Regions from separate parts of the Mus musculus genome. Here regions 2 and 3 are each linked to region 1. Evidence: chromatin contacts called from public HiChIP or PLAC-seq and Micro-C data. All regions are on one chromosome and are shown on one strand. The core of a region is the stretch at or near the end of the contact, and the rest is flanking DNA. Distances in the headings are between cores, read along the strand shown.

Region 1 (5,009 bases), core at 764-3,263:
GAAGGGGCTTCAGGAGCGTCTGACGTCACGGGAGGCCTCAGCCAATCACAGCTACCCTTTGAGCAGCCCCGGGGGATTCCCTGGTCACATCCTGGACCCGGAGTGATACTGAGTACAGTGGAGTATAGATGACCCTCCCACCATCTCAAGCTTGGACTCTATGAGCGCCTGGCATAGAGAGGGAAACTGAGGCAGGGAACTGCCGGGATAGGGACCCAGGTGGCCCGTTGCAAGTTGGTTGCCCGGCTCCAAGTGGGCCCAGAGAGGGTCAGAGAGCTGCCTGGCGTCACACAGCAAGCAGGGCAGAGAAGCCTCAGATTCGCAGGAGCAAGAGGCAGCCAGAGCGAGTCTTCTTCGCTGTGCCCGGACCCAGCCTCCCCCGTCCAGAGTCTTTGAGGCCGACTGTCCCTCCTGCGGTCTCCCTAGACCCCCTCGCACCCCTGGGCCGCAAACCGGCCGTGCACAAGGTGTCGGTAGCCTCGGGCGTCCCCAAAATCCGTACTGGAATCTCTACCGCCTGGAGCAGGGCGAGAACGCAGCGCTGGCGGAAGCAAGGGAAACTGAGGCCCAGGGGGCGGGATCTTCCTGGAGCCTCACAGCTGAGGAAAGGGGTGCTGGGGCTAACTCTGGAGGACTCAGACAAGGTCCTGTCTTCTTGACTCTCCATGGCTATCAGGTCAGCTCCTAGACCGGCTGGAGCCGGCTGGGGGAGGGCGACTTGACCTCCAGGCCGGTCTGTGAAAGAGGCGTCATTCATGACCATGGGGCCTTTGTTCAGACAGGTCTCCCTGGGGACAGGCCATCCCTGCACCCCCACTCTGCCTTGCACTCCCTGCCAAATCCACCCGTGAGCCTTCAGGGGCCCGGTGTCCCCCCTCCCCCTCTGCCACCCCCAGCAGCCACTGAGCCCTCTGCACCTTGACTTTTGCAGCCACTGGTCACCTTGGCAGCCACCCTCCCATTCCCCCCGACGCCCCCCTGGGCCGAAAAACATTGTTAGAGCTGCGCTCAATAAATGTTTGCCGGACAAATTGGTTCATAGGCCAAGCAGAGTAGGCTGAGAACTGGCTTCATCTTCTGCCTCAGTTTCTCCACAGAAGCTGTGTCTGGCTGATATGCGGCAAAGCTGATGGGCCACAGTGAGGTCTCAGCCTGTCGCCACAGTGGTGACACCAAGGAGTCTGCTCCAGCCCCTCAGGGTGTGCACAGGTCAGAGTTAAAATCCTGACACCCACAGATTTGGCTGTCCCGGGCAGCTCACAGTCCCAACCTTTGGTTGAGTGTCCTCAGCTGGATGGGCTTCAGGGCGACCCTGTGAGCAGGATTCAACTCCACACACAATTACAAAAGCAGTTGTGTGGTGCTTACTGTATACTGGAGGTGCCATCAGTATACTTACTGTATTCTGAGGCAATGCCTAGCCCAATCGGAAAGAGGTTTTCATTCAGCGTCATGGCTGGGATGAGGAGGGGCTTTGGACAGAGGGAAACTGAGGCATGGAAAGAGATATCTTGCTGTCCCAATGTCCCTCAGAAAGTGAGTGTTGGCGGCGTGCTGGGGCAGGCCTTTAGCCTAGACTCCCCAGGAGAGTCTGTCTTAGTCAATCAATCATTATAAATAAAAAATGAGACCTTGGTGGTTTGACTCAATGATGTCATGAGCCACCAGGACCGTGGGACCACGTCCATGAGGTTCCTGTGTGTGGGTGACTGGTCAGATGAATTGGGAATTCACTAGAATATACCAGAAAACATCTATGGAGTGCCTACGGTATACTGGAGATGCCCAGAGTCAGAACAGCGCCCAGCTCAGTGCGGGAGTCGGTGGTCTTCAGAACCACCCCAGTAGAGAGAAGTGGGAGGCAGAGAAAGGGAAACTGAGGCCAAGGATGGTGGAGGCGCCCCCTCCCGTCCGTGCTCCGCTCCTTGGTGGTCTGCTCCGGGTTTTGCGAAGCTCCGAGCTCGGGCGCTGGGGGCGGAGGTGGCGGAGCTGCGAGTCGCAGCGGCGGCGGCAGAGATGCGGCCCCGGCCGGGACACCGCGCTGCGCCCCCGCGGGAGCCGCCCGCGCGTGGGAGCCCGGGCTGAGACGCTGCGGGGCCGGGGCCGGGGCCGAGCCGAGCAGGTGCTCGGCCTGCGCTGGAGGTGAGTGCAGGGACGGACGCGGGGACGCACCTTGGACAGATGCACGGGGGACAGATGCGGCGACGGACGCAGGGACGGACGCAGGGACAGACGCAGGGACAGATGCAGGGACAGATGCAGTGGGCATGCACGCACCAGGCGCGCACAGGGCGCGGGCGCCTCGTGCAGCGGCACTGGCTTGGGGGGCCCCCCGCGTGCGGTCGCAGCTCCAGCGCCCTGGGCGGGGCTAACGGGCTGCGCAGCGGGCGGGGATTGCAGCCAAGGCCCCGGCTCATCGCGCCGGGGCACTGACAGTGGCTTCGAATTATTGGGGTGACGGCCTACTGATGGGGGCGGGGGAGGGGGCGGGACACATAGCCGCGACCTTTCGTGGGTCCCCACGCGGCCCTGTGCACCAGCTGTCCCCAAGCTCTTGGGTACCGGCTGGTCTTCGCCGGCCGCGCAACTGACATGGGGGGGGGGCAGTCCGCGGCCAACGCCCCCGCTGCAGCACAGCCCTAAGCTGGGCTGCCAGCCCCCCCCCCCAAAGCCTGACAATGGGACAAAGGAGCGTCTCTGGCAGCCGCGCGGGGTGGGTGCCACCGTGGCCCCCCTGGCCGACCGCGGTGCTGATTGGTCCCTGGAGCGGGGGTCACGTGCCCCATTCTGCTCTCCACTGCCGACTTTGGGGCGCCTCCCCAGGGCTGCTGCCAGGCCGAACCCCCCACCTTGGCCTCAGATGGTGAATTCTAGGCCTACAACAGCCCTGAGGTCGGGAGGGACTCCTGGGTCCCAGGTCCTCTCTGCCTGGTCTCTGTCACTGAACCCCCAACCCCCGCCGCCTAAGGTCGGTGTCACTCTCATCTGAGGTTCCCAGGTCTCTGTCACCTGCCTGAGGTCTGTGTTGCTCCCCATCTGAGGTCTGTGTTGCTCTCCAGGTCTCCGGGACCCTGGCAGGTCTGTGTCACACTGCCTGACGTCTGTGTCACCCCCAACTTCTTATTTTTTACCTGCTCGATGCCCCAATCCCAAACTGAATGTGATGGAGTTGGGAACCCCAATATTGCAGGCCAACAAGCTTTGGGTGGAGGAGGGTGGCCCTGGGGACAGAATGGCTGGAGGGACTTGCCAGAGCGCCTCTGCCTGGTTACAACGTGCCTTTCTTTCTCTGTATCTTGGACTCGGGTTTTCTGGCTGATTTTCAGGGTGCACGATTGCCTGCGGGCTATTTACAGAGGTTAGAAGTGGGAGAGGTTTGAGGTTCAAGGCCTGGACCTAGACATGGCCTAATGTTGTCTGGCCTGGCCTTCTGGCTGGGTGGCCACTGCTCTCCACTTGGTAGACGGCAGTCTGGGGGTGTCTTGCATCTTGTATTTGTGTCCATCAGCAATGGTACGGTGGCTGGAGGAGGTGGGGAAACTGAGGCACTGAGCGCCAATTGGGGCTTTCCTGTATTGTGAGGCCCTGAGTTCCACAGCAAGAGAGGGAGCTCTGCTCTTTCCATGAACTGAAATGCGAGTCCCTGTGCCTTCTGAGGGTGGCTCTGGGTGTCTCAGGCACTGGCAGAAAGTGAATTGGAACTTTTAGCTCCTCTGTGTGTTCTGGGGCAGGTGGTCAGTCTCTGTGCAGCCTCCTCAGGACAGGGTCTGCCTGCTCCTCACTCCGATGCGTGTGTCCCAGGGCCTCCTGCTCCTCCATCCTCCGGGACTTTCAGACCTGTCCATCTGTCGGTCTGTCTGTCTGTCCATTGGCAGAGGGCAGGCAGGCGGCTGCCCTTGGAGGAGGTGACGTCAGCCTGCGGCCAGGTGAGTGGGACAGAAAGGTGACTGGCGTCTCCTGGGAAGACGAGTGTCCTGAGCTGACCCTGGGTGTGGCCCTGGAGGGGGCAGCTGGGAGCACGGACTCTGCCACTGAGCTGGGAAGTGGGAGTACTTCCCAGGGTGGTTGAACTTTCTGAAGTGGGAGGAGACGACGCTAAGGTTGGTGGAGCAGGAGTTTCATCTCTAGGGCCACACGGAGCCAGGGAGGGAGGTAGAGGAAGCGAAGAGATGGCGAGGCCTCCGGGCTCGCGGGCCTCGAGGATGGGCTGCTGGGAGCCGGGGCACTGGCGGGAGGCTGCGGCTTCCTGGGACCAGAGTGGGTAGGTGACTTTTAACTCAGATGAGAGGCCAGTCCGGCTGAAGACTACATTTCCCAGGATGCTCTTGGCTCAGCCCCAAGGAACTTCTTGACTGCTTTTAGAAGCCTTAAGGGGGATTATGGGTTTCTAGGACGGGGTGGGGGTGGGGTGGGGTCTTGGGTGATCAGGGAAGTCAGTCAGTCAACAAGCATTCTCGGTGGCTCCTGTGTGCCTGTGTGCCATGGTCTGTGTCTGGCTCAGACAGCAAGCCTAACTTGTCTATTTCTTCCACAAGGCAGATCCTAGTTCACTCTGCTGTTTACAGCTGGGGCTGGAGTGGAGGGAGCAACTGAAGCTAGGGAACGTTTGATTCTCCGCTGTGGCTCGGGGAAGGTGGCATGGAGAAGAGGCACTGCAGCTAGAGCTGTGACGGATGTGTAGAAGTTGGGTGGGAGGTGGTCATATATTTTCTGATACACAAGAGGCAGCAAAGAGCCCTTGCCAGGATGTGGCTCTTCGCCCAGTAGCAGTAGCCCTTGCATCAAACCTGCCCTTTCTCTGAGTCTCAGTTTCTCCATGTGTAAAACAGAGCCAATGGCCAGGTTTGTCTGGGCCTGTCCCTACCAACATGGCTGTTGAACTCACAGCTGTGCCAACCTAGTACACCAGCATCCAGCACCTTGAAGACGGGAGCATGGATGGTCCAGCTGGAGAGGAAGTTTTAGAGCTGAGGGCTGGAAGGGTCATGAGGAATAACCCTGCAGGAGAG
Region 2 (5,009 bases), core at 1,569-4,068, 370 kb before region 1:
TGTTGGTCTTGTTTTGTGGGGTGCACGAGTCGGGGAAGGGGAGCACACACACAGTGTATAGATTCGATGTCTCTCCCCTCTCCTGCTTCCCGTTTCTCTCAGTCCTTTGTTCTCCGATCCTTTCCTCCTGGACATCTGTCAGGGTCAAGATCCATTGGAAGCTGCACCCTCCTCTCTGTGGTCCCTCGATGGCCTCTGTGGCACCTAGTTCCTGGTGTTCACTCCCCGTGCGCAGTCCCCTCCCTGTGAGTGTGAACTGGAGTGTGAATGCTTCTGACCAATAGAATAGGGTAGAAGTGATGTCACTTCGGGGACTATGTTACCCCACCTTGCTGACTCCCGGATATTTTTCTCTATGATTGCCACGTTCTCTGCCCTCCGCATTCCATTCTGTGTCTGTCTGTTCCCACCCTCTCCCACCTCCACAGTTTTTGTTTTTTCTAAAATTTCTGGATTTAAAATGTTTTGTTGTGAAATAATTCTAAACTTAGAGGAACTAACACTCAGGTTGTGGGTACCCCTTCCCCTCACCACACGGACCCCAGCTGGACAGCCAGATAGCCAAGCAGCTGTGTTCCCACTTCACCAGGAAGTTACCTGATTTTTCTTTCACAGGGTCTTCATCTGCAGTCCAGACTGGTCTAGAACTCAGAGCAATCCTCCTGCCTCCACTCTCCCAGTGCTGGAATGCAAGAGATTCACTGCCCTTTTGGTACTGGTGGGCTGAATATCCCAGGACCTTTCTACATCTTCACACTTCCTGAGTGTCTCAATTGAGGCTCTAACAATTTGTCTTCACCCAGGACTCAGTCCCTCTGCAGATTTCTGCCTCCATTTCTCATCATCTCCATGTTCTTCCTCTCTGGGGACCTGTTTCTGTTGCCTCTTGGTAACTGTTGTGGCTACTGGTCCTCTGGGCCTACATGTCTGCAAACTGTAGGTGCCTAATAACATGTGAGGTTGAAGCCCCCTGGTGATGAGCAATGGGGGTGGGGGTGGGGGTGGGGGAGGATCAGGTAGCCTGACTATGTTCCCAGGAGCAATTTGTTTTATCTGAAGTCTGTGAGCGCCCACATGTCCTGGCACACAGCAAGTGCTGGGACCTGGGTTTGAATCCCCAGAACCCAAACCCAGATCTGAGGTCCCTGGCCTTTAGGGCAGCCCAGCCAATCAGCAAAGCCCTGTCTCAGAAAGGGAGGTTGGGGGAGGCCAGAGGCTCCAGGATCAGTCTCAGCTTCCATAGGTCTGCAGGAGTGTGAGGCAAGAGGATGCTTTGGGTTCATGGTCACCTGGGTTACAGCATCCAGAGAGATGGCAAGGACAGAGTGACTGACAGGGGTCATGGAGCAGGCCTTGGGCCTGATATGCATTTGGTGCTCCATATGTCCTCCTGTGGTGGAGCCTGAGTCATCCCAAACCTTTGTGATGTGTGAGCCAGAGAAAACCCGGCACTAGGGAGGCAGAGGCAGGAGGATCTCCATGAATTCCAGGCCAGCCTGGGCTACATGATGAGCACTTGTCTCAAGAAAACAGAGAGCCGGGTGTGGTGGCACACGCCTTTAATCCCAGCACTCAGGAGGCAGAGGCAGGCAGATTTCTGAGTTTGAGGCCAGCTTGGTCTACAAAGTGAGTTCAAAGACAGCCAGGGCTACACAGAGAAACCCTGTCTCGAAAAACCAAAAAACCAAAAAACCAAAAAAAAAAAAAAAAGAAAGAAAGAAAGAAAGAAAGGAGGAAAGAAAGAAAGAAAGAAAGAAAGAAGGAAAGAGAGAGAGAGAGAGAGAGAGAGAGAGAGAGAGAGAGAGAAAGGAAGAAAGAAAGAAAACAGAGAACAATAACCCAGCAAAACCAGGACCTTCCCTCTAACCAGACCATGTCAGGTCTTTAGTCATAGTCTGGGGACTGACCTGGGAATCCGAAGGACAGTGATGCTGGAAAAGAACTGAGTCCCACTTCCTTTGCACCCAAGCAGAGACAGCGCATGTCCCTGCCTCTGAACTTCAGTCACAGCTGATTATGGCGGGAGCACTAGTCACACCAAACAATACGAGAGCCCTGATTGGCCACAAGGAATTGGGGAGCAAGGTTCAGAGGGGGCAAGGCCTTTCTGAGGGTGGCACAGTAGAGATACAGAGATGGCACTGAGCAAGATGCCAGGCATCTAGTTCAAGGAAGGCAAAGAATCCTTGTAGTTGTTTCCTTGATCTCCTCACTAGCATAATAGTCCTCAATTGTTACTGCATCCACAGTTCAGAGCTACAAAATGACACTGCACATGATGAGGACCTGTCCAGACAGGAGAGAATGGATCCAGGTATCTCCATGGTATCAGGTTGGGGAGGGGAAGGGAGTTCCTCAGTCTGTGTGAGTTTTGGGAGGGTGGATCCCCTTACCAAAATACAAGTTCCTATCTCTTCTTGAGTTTTATTTGTCCTCTGGGGTAGGCATACTGAGATGAGCCCAGCCAATCGGAGCCCCGAGTCCGTATGGCCACGCCACAAGCCCACAGCTGACGGGAGCAACAGCATTCTGCTTCCCTGGGGTGGTGAGAGGCTGCTCTGTCAACGGGAATCCTATGCCTGAAGTCTACTGTTGTGCTCAGATGCCAAGTTAGACTCAGTTTCCCTGTTCATGAACTGACATCAAATGAGGCGAATGACCTGGGCTCCTCTGGGAATGACCTAAGTCAGGGATCAAGTAATGCTCCACCAGCCACCAGTCTGCAACAGCCAAAGGGATTTATGACAATGACGTCATAAAGGTCGGAAGCGTCCAGAACCCCGAGGTGTCATCCTCAGAACTTGTCTCCTGGACATCATGTGGGCTGAACTGTCGCCGGGAGCCTCTTCCGCTTGAGGCCCCCGAGTTCGGCCACAGTAGGCGCCGCTCCCACCCGGCCACGGGATCCCCGCGTGGCTCCGGAGATGCCCGAGGGGCTTCAGTACCGTCCCACCAGGGACTCATCGGAGCTCGGGAGCCGGAGGTAGGGACTGCCATGGCGCGGTTTGCGTGGACCCGGGTAGCCCCAGTGGCCCTGGTGACTTTCTGGCTGGTCCTGTCCCTGTCGCCCACGGACGCTCAGGTTAACTTGAGCTCTGTGGACTTCTTGGACCTCCCGGCGCTGCTTGGGGTTCCTGTGGACCCCAAGAGGGCACGCGGATACCTGCTGGTGGCCCGGCCGGCCGACGCCTGCCACGCCATCGAGGGCCCCTGGCCCGACAACCACTCACTGGACCCACTAGTGCTGGTCCGGCCCCTGGGCTGCTCCTGGGAGCAAACAGGGCGGCGAGCACAGAGAGCTGGAGCCACAGCAGCCTCAGTGGGCCCTGAGGCCCCAGGGCAGCTGCGCGAGTTTGAGGACTTGGAGGTGACCGTACGCTGCGACCAGCCAGCCCGCGTGCTGCTGCCTCACGCGGAACCCTGCCCCGACCCCGAGTGTCACCCTGTAGTGGTTGCATCCTGGGCGCTCGCCCGAGCCCTGGCCCTGGCCGCATCTACGCTGTTCGTGCTGCGGCAGCTGTGGCCGTGGGTCCGGGGCTTGGGTAGCCGGGGCACCGCGGTGAAGACGCAGACATGCCAGAAGGCACAGGTGCGCACGTTCACGCGCCTCAGCGACCTGTGCGCCATCTGCCTGGACGACTACGAGGAGGGGGAACGGCTCAAGATCCTGCCTTGCGCACATGCGTACCACTGTCGCTGCATCGACCCCTGGTTCTCGCGCGCCGCGCAGCGTTCATGCCCCCTGTGCAAACAGTCAGTGGCCAGCACTCACGACGGTTCCACGGACGGCAGCGTAGGCGGCGAGGAACCACCCCTCCCCGGACACCGCCCGCCCATCTGGGCCATCCAGGCCCGGCTGCGCTCCCGCAGGCTCGAGCTGCTAGCCCGGACAGTCCCCTGCCGTCGCTGCAGCAGCACCACGTCTCTGGGGGTGGCGGAGAACGTGGCGCAGTCAGAAGCGACTTCCGAGCTCTCCTGACCCCAACTGACGCGGGAAGGGCGGAAACCAGGCAGGGGAGGTTGGGGGTGCCCAATAAAGCGTGTTTGAATCTGGATAGTTTCCCGCTTTCCTGCACTGCGTTGAAGGAACCAGTGGAGCTGGACACGGCCTCTGTGTAGCCATGCCAAACCTCGCCCACGAAGCAGACCCCGCCTGCCCACCACAACACAATCACGCCATCTTCTCCCGACCCCAGCATAGCCTTGCCCAGTCCAAACCTCGCCTCAGCATAGCCCTGCCCCCCTCCCCCAGCATGGCCACGCTGGGGGCCAGCATAACTACGCCCCGCGCCGTCCAGTGTTTGTCCAGTCTCGTTTTCAACTCCCACACTCCCGCACCCGTCCTGCCCCAGGGGCTTGCGACTCAGGCCAGACGGTCCACACTGTCTCGCGCCTCTGAGCCTTAGTTTTCCCATCTGTTAAACGGGCTCGGCAGCGATACCTGCCCCACTAGTCTAAGGATGACTCTGATTTTCAGTATGTGCAAAGACCTCGGTGAGCGTTCAGCATTTGTTGACTAAGTGACTAACTGCCCAGTTGTCAGGAGTGATGAAGAAGCCCCTACGGTGGACAAGGCCACTGTCCTTGGAGGCTGGGGATGTGCAGTGGCCTCTACATACAGCAGGCGCTTGATAAGTGCACACGGGGTTCCCTTTTTTGTAAGTGGGGGTTTCTGTTTTTTGTCGCAGCCTCTCTGCCCTGCACCAGGGCCCGGGCTTGTGTCCAGACGCCTCCGGCTGCCACCGGCTTCCAAGAGTCTCAGCTGCCGGGGCGCCCGTGCCAGTTCCGCACCCCGGTTCCTGCGGGGGCCTTTCAGGCGGCGCTATCAGTGTTCGCCCGCGGAGGAGCAAAGGGGGAAACTGAGGCTCTGCAGAGCGCTCTGGCCATGGTGACAAGGCGCTGGCGGGGGGCTGTAGTCTTCAGGGCTCCTGCGAGGCTGCGGGCTGGAACAGGGCAGTAGAGGCAGAAGGGACCCGAATTTGAACTCCAGTCATGGGTTAACTAGACAA
Region 3 (5,009 bases), core at 1,833-4,332, 280 kb before region 1:
TTATGTGGTGCTGCAGCAGGTCCTGGGAACATAGGGGGTAGAGGAGGGCCATGCCTTTCCCAGGCCAGCAGCTATCCAACACCCTGGCCAGGGGCAGGGCCTGGCGCCCTGGTAACAGCCCCGCTGCCCCCCTCCTGCCCGCCAGTGCCCAGCGCGCCCCCGCGGAAGGTGGAGGCGGAGGCGCTCAACGCCACAGCCATCCGAGTGCTGTGGCGCTCGCCCACGCCCGGCCGGCAGCACGGGCAGATCCGCGGCTACCAGGTCCACTATGTGCGCATGGAGGGTGCCGAGGCCCGCGGGCCACCGCGCATCAAGGACATCATGCTGGCGGATGCCCAGGTGGGCAGGCACGGCTGGGGTGGCAGGGGTGCCTGGGCACTGTCTCCTCTCTGCTCCCCACTCCGCTGCTGGCTCCCCTCTCACTTCCCTCCTCTCTCTCCCTCCACCGCCTCCCGCTCAGTGGGAGATGGACGACACTGCCGAATATGTAAGTAGTTTTCCAGGCCATTCTGCTGTCCTCTCTGTGCATTCTGCATGCCTGTGGTCTCCCCACCTGTGTCCTTGCGTGCCCTCCATAGCTTCTGATGGACCTAGGGTCGGGAAGGACAGCTGTCAGAGGTGGCTCTAGAGCAGGGTGAATTTGCACTGTGTCCTCAAGCAAGACACTGCCTGTCTCTCTGCTGCTCTGAGTCCGTTTGACAGGAGACACAGAGGCTCTGTACAAGGTCCAGAGTTGCCACTAACCTGGCCTGTGCCCTACAGGGGTTTCATGCCCCAAAGGGAGACCCTCTTTCTTTCCTGCCTGTTTCTGTCTCCTCCCTCCACTCCTGTGTTCCTGAGAATTTCTGTACTGCCAGGCACGAGCGCGCGCGCGCGTGCGTGCGTGCGTGCGTGCGTGCGTGTGTGTGTTGTGTGTGTTGACCAGAGCCACCCAGGTGGGCATCAGGACCTAGTGTGCTTGAACATCTGCTGCCTGGGGTACAGTGTAAACAAACTGTGCCCCAACATGGAGTCACACTATTACCTGTATAGGGGCAAGCACCAAGCATGGGGTGGTCAGCACAGTAGGAAGGCAGAGGCTTATTGCTTCGGGATTTGATCGGAGACAGGATTAGCCTGACACCCCAATCTTCACCTTAGAATTTCAGGGCTGGCTTGAGTCGTGGCCCGCACCTCTCCATCCTGCCTCTCTTCTCAGAGTTATTCCATTTTAAGTTTGCAGCTTGCATCTTAACATTAGATGGCTGTTTCATAACTGGCTTTCAGATTCCAGATAGGGTTAACTGTTGAATTTCTCAAGTTGGTTGTGGGCAGCTCTGATAATCCAGTGGGTTCAGGGGGAAGCCAAGCCCTGGGGTAGGATGGGGCCTGGGATGTTAGAGAAACACCCAGGACCCCCCTGTAGCTGGAGTGCAGTGCCTTTGAGAAGCAGAGAGGGAGGAAGGAGAGCGGGGCAGCAGATGAGCAGGGTCTGGTGGACTATAGAGAATTGACCTGACTCCAGAGAAGGTGGGCGCCTTGGAGGAATGATTCTGATCGGGATGCTCTCTGATGGCTATTGCCCTGGGTATAGGAGCAGGGGACCTGGTGGTGGCTGTGTGCCCAGCTTGTGTGTTTCTGACAGGAGTGTGGACACTGCATGTTGCAGCCTGTGCATGAGCTCACCAGCATGTTGCCTGTGGACTGGAGGCATCATCTCTTGTGACTTTCTTAGGGGAGAAGGTGAGCAGGGCTGGCACCATTGCTGACCGTGCCCACCCATCCCACCCACAGGAAATGGTGATAACGAACCTCCAGCCTGAGACTGCTTACTCTATCACAGTAGCCGCGTATACCATGAAAGGCGATGGCGCTCGCAGCAAACCGAAGGTGGTGGTGACCAAGGGAGCAGGTAGATACCTATCCACTGCACAGCCTCTGGCTCCACAAGGCCAAGAGCATTTCCCATGATTCTCAAGCCAGAGTGGTTTTAAGACGCACCAGCCAGGTGGACCCAAAACAGGAAAGACATGGGCCCTTTTCAGAGGTTCCAGAGGCCAGGCACTGCTGGCCCTGATATCCATCTCTGCCCAAGTCACTCCCTCTCACCAGACACTATACTCATTTGGCTGTCTCCTCTCAGCTGCAAAGTGGGAGTCAAGCTTAAAGGTAGCCCAAAATAGGTCCATGTGCCTCACAGGGAATCCAAGTCTTTGCTTAAAGGAAGTCCTTCCTAAAATGTACCTTTAAAAACTAGACCTTAAGGACTGGGAGTGTGGTCAAGGGTGGGTCCCTGCGCAGAAATCCCTCAGTGAGGGGCTGCCTTTGGGGTTTGGAGAAACGTGGCAGGGCAGCTGTTTCTCCCTCCACAGTGCTGGGCCGCCCCACCCTGTCGGTGCAGCAGACCCCCGAGGGCAGCCTGCTGGCGCGCTGGGAGCCCCCCGCGGACGCGGCCGAGGACCCGGTGCTTGGCTACCGCCTGCAGTTTGGGCGCGAAGACGCGGCCCCGGCCACGTTGGAGCTGGCTGCGTGGGAGCGGCGGTTCGCGGCGCCTGCACACAAGGGCGCCACCTATGTGTTCCGGCTGGCAGCGCGGGGCCGCGCGGGGTTGGGCGAGGAGGCCGCGGCAGCGCTGAGCATCCCCGAGGACGCTCCGCGCGGCTTCCCGCAGATCTTGGGCGCCGCGGGCAACGTGTCCGCGGGCTCCGTGCTACTGCGCTGGCTGCCACCCGTGCCCGCCGAGCGCAACGGCGCCATCATCAAGTACACGGTGTCCGTGCGGGAGGCCGGCGCCCCTGGGCCCGCGACCGAGACGGAGCTGGCGGCGGCCGCCCAGCCGGGGGCCGAGACAGCGCTCACGCTGCGAGGGCTGCGGCCGGAGACGGCCTACGAGTTACGCGTGCGCGCACACACGCGTCGCGGCCCGGGCCCCTTCTCACCCCCGCTGCGCTACAGGCTCGCGCGGGACCCAGGTAGGCGCCGCCCCGGGCCCCGGCCCGCCCCTCCCCACAGGTAAGTCTCGGCCTCCAGACTCAGCCCAGGCGCCCGAGGCTCCAGTCGGTCGGTCGGCAGGCACAGGTGGGATGCGGCTTGGAGGCCACGCCCATTGCTACGCCCCTCCCGCTTTTCTCCGCAGCCGCGCCGTCTCTGCAGCAGCAGCAGCAGGCACTGGGGACAGGGCAGGCAGGGCCGGGCCAGGCAGGAAGGCCGAGGGCACAGCGGACCACAGGGACAACAGGGGCCGCCCCACGCGCCCCTTAGCCAGCGCCCGGTTCTTACTGGGCCATCTTTCTCTCTCTCCCTGCTTGCCGCCGCCCTCAGTCTCCCCAAAGAACTTCAAGGTGAAGATGATCATGAAGACTTCAGTGCTGCTGAGCTGGGAGTTCCCCGACAACTATAACTCACCCACACCCTACAAGGTACTACAACAGTGGAGGAAGGGGCGGGGCGGGAGGTAAAATCTGGGAGCCTGAGGGAGATTGGGCACAGTCAAGGCCACCCCAGATCAGGATTCGATGATACTTAGATTTCACAGTTTAGTCTGAGATTGAGGCGCAGTCTACGATTAATCACAGCTGGATCAGGGTCTGTCAGGGTTGCTACTGAACCTGGGATCAAGGCTCAGTCAAGTTGAAGCCTAGTCAGGACTGGCACTCAGAGCTGGGGTTCTGGCCAAAGCCAGGATTTAGTATGTTGTTCAGTCTTGGTCAGAAGCTAGAGTTAAGGGACCTCCTCGAACAGTCAGTTGTTCCTGAGCCTAACTCCAGGGCTTTGCCATGTTTGAAGGTCAATCAGGGATCAAGGCTTAGTTGGACCTGAAGGTTATTTTTGGACTGGAGCTCAGTCAGCTCTGTACTGAATTAGAACTCAGGAGCTAAGTTTGGGTTTAGGTTCAGTCAGATGGTTCATCCAGAAGTGAGGCTCAGTCAGGATTGGTCCAGGACAGGCAGCCTGAGGTTGCAGCTCTGCTGGGGTTGCTAGGCCCCGGCCCATTTCTTGCTGAGCCAGCTCTGCCTACAGATTCAGTACAATGGGCTCACCCTGGATGTGGACGGCCGCACGACCAAGAAGCTGATCACACACCTCAAGCCACACACCTTCTATAATTTCGTGCTCACCAACCGTGGCAGCAGCCTGGGGGGCCTGCAGCAGACGGTCACTGCCAGGACCGCCTTTAACATGCTCAGTGGCAAGCCTAGCGTCGCCCCGAAGCCCGACAATGACGGTTTCATCGTGGTCTACCTGCCTGATGGCCAGAGTCCTGTGACCGTGCAGTATGCTAACCCCCCTCCCCCCATACCTGTCCCTGTAGCTGTCAACCCACTATGTGACTGCATCGAGCCACACATCCCTTCTGTGACCCCATTTGCACACTTACTGAGATAAGGGTCACGTGAACCTGCCTCATGCGACTGTCCCCATAAAGCCTGACCCTTCACTGGGCGACCTTTAGCCCCCGAAAAGATTCTGGTCTGTGCTTCAGGCTAGCGGGGAGGCCTAGCTAGGAGTCTGCAGTGAGGACCTCAAGGGGCTTCCTGGGAGGCGGGGAAAGGGCGTAAGATCACGTGGGCTTTGAGGGATGCACAGGACACTGAGATCTGGCACGCCATGAAGTAGGCAGAAGGCAGATAGCTAAGAACTGGGACGTAGAGGCGTGTTACTGCAAGGGGTTGGGATTGGGACACGGGTGTCACTGAAACTCTACCCACAGGAACTACTTCATTGTGATGGTCCCACTTCGGAAGTCTCGAGGTGGCCAGTTCCCTGTCCTACTAGGTAGTCCAGAGGACATGGATCTGGAGGAGGTAAGGCCACCCCGTCTCCATGGGGCCTGCACACAGCCAGGCTGTGACGCCCGTCTCCCCTAGGAGCGCTGAGGCCTGTGACACTCTTTCTGCAGCTCATCCAGGACATCTCCCGGCTGCAGAGGCGCAGCCTGCGCCACTCCAGACAGCTGGAGGTGCCTCGGCCCTACATCGCCGCTCGATTCTCCATCCTGCCAGCTGTCTTCCATCCTGGGAACCAGAAGC

The links. Hi-C and Micro-C count contacts between places; a contact is called where the count stands out from the background. HiChIP or PLAC-seq counts read pairs in DNA pulled down with a chosen protein or histone mark.
Region 2: a contact with region 1 is called in an H3K4me3 HiChIP or PLAC-seq map of bone marrow-derived macrophages, with 5 times the contacts expected there. The contact joins the promoter of Znrf4 here to the promoter of Sema6b in region 1. A contact is called at or near these places in 3 of 39 promoter capture datasets (the C10 cell line, embryonic stem cells and pre-B cells), 1 of 15 datasets of contacts at CTCF or cohesin (the NIH/3T3 cell line), 4 of 484 Hi-C or Micro-C datasets (embryonic stem cells and regulatory T cells), 5 of 115 datasets of contacts at active chromatin or transcription factors (bone marrow-derived macrophages, embryonic stem cells, large pre-B cells and 1 more) and 1 of 9 other capture datasets (liver).
Region 3: a contact with region 1 is called in a Micro-C map of embryonic stem cells, with 2.4 times the contacts expected there. The contact joins the enhancer-like site here to the promoter of Sema6b in region 1. A contact is called at or near these places in 1 of 39 promoter capture datasets (embryonic stem cells), 1 of 484 Hi-C or Micro-C datasets (embryonic stem cells), 1 of 115 datasets of contacts at active chromatin or transcription factors (pancreatic cancer cells) and 1 of 9 other capture datasets (adipose tissue).

Annotation. Positions count from the first base shown.
Region 1 is chr17:56,137,347-56,142,355 of GRCm38.p6, reverse strand. Sema6b (sema domain, transmembrane domain (TM), and cytoplasmic domain, (semaphorin) 6B) reads left to right here and starts at 2,013. Exons shown (of 17, transcript NM_001130456.1): 1 at 2,013-2,142.
Region 2 is chr17:56,510,292-56,515,300 of GRCm38.p6, reverse strand. Znrf4 (zinc and ring finger 4) reads left to right here and starts at 2,818. Exons shown (of 1, transcript NM_011483.2): 1 at 2,818-4,053. The coding sequence starts at 2,996. The coding sequence ends at 3,979.
Region 3 is chr17:56,423,269-56,428,277 of GRCm38.p6, reverse strand. Ptprs (protein tyrosine phosphatase, receptor type, S) reads left to right here. Exons shown (of 33, transcript NM_011218.2): 12 at 146-339; 13 at 1,774-1,891; 14 at 2,352-2,951; 15 at 3,301-3,398; 16 at 4,000-4,253; 17 at 4,691-4,784; 18 at 4,880-5,009. Among named protein-coding and RNA genes, the nearest start is that of Mir6977, 6.9 kb to the right of the region's middle. Within about 2 kb of position 3,082, at least 220 of the 459 cell types and tissues checked have an H3K27ac peak or open chromatin away from gene starts, as enhancers often do. A contact at or near this core is called in embryonic stem cells, where this site is marked.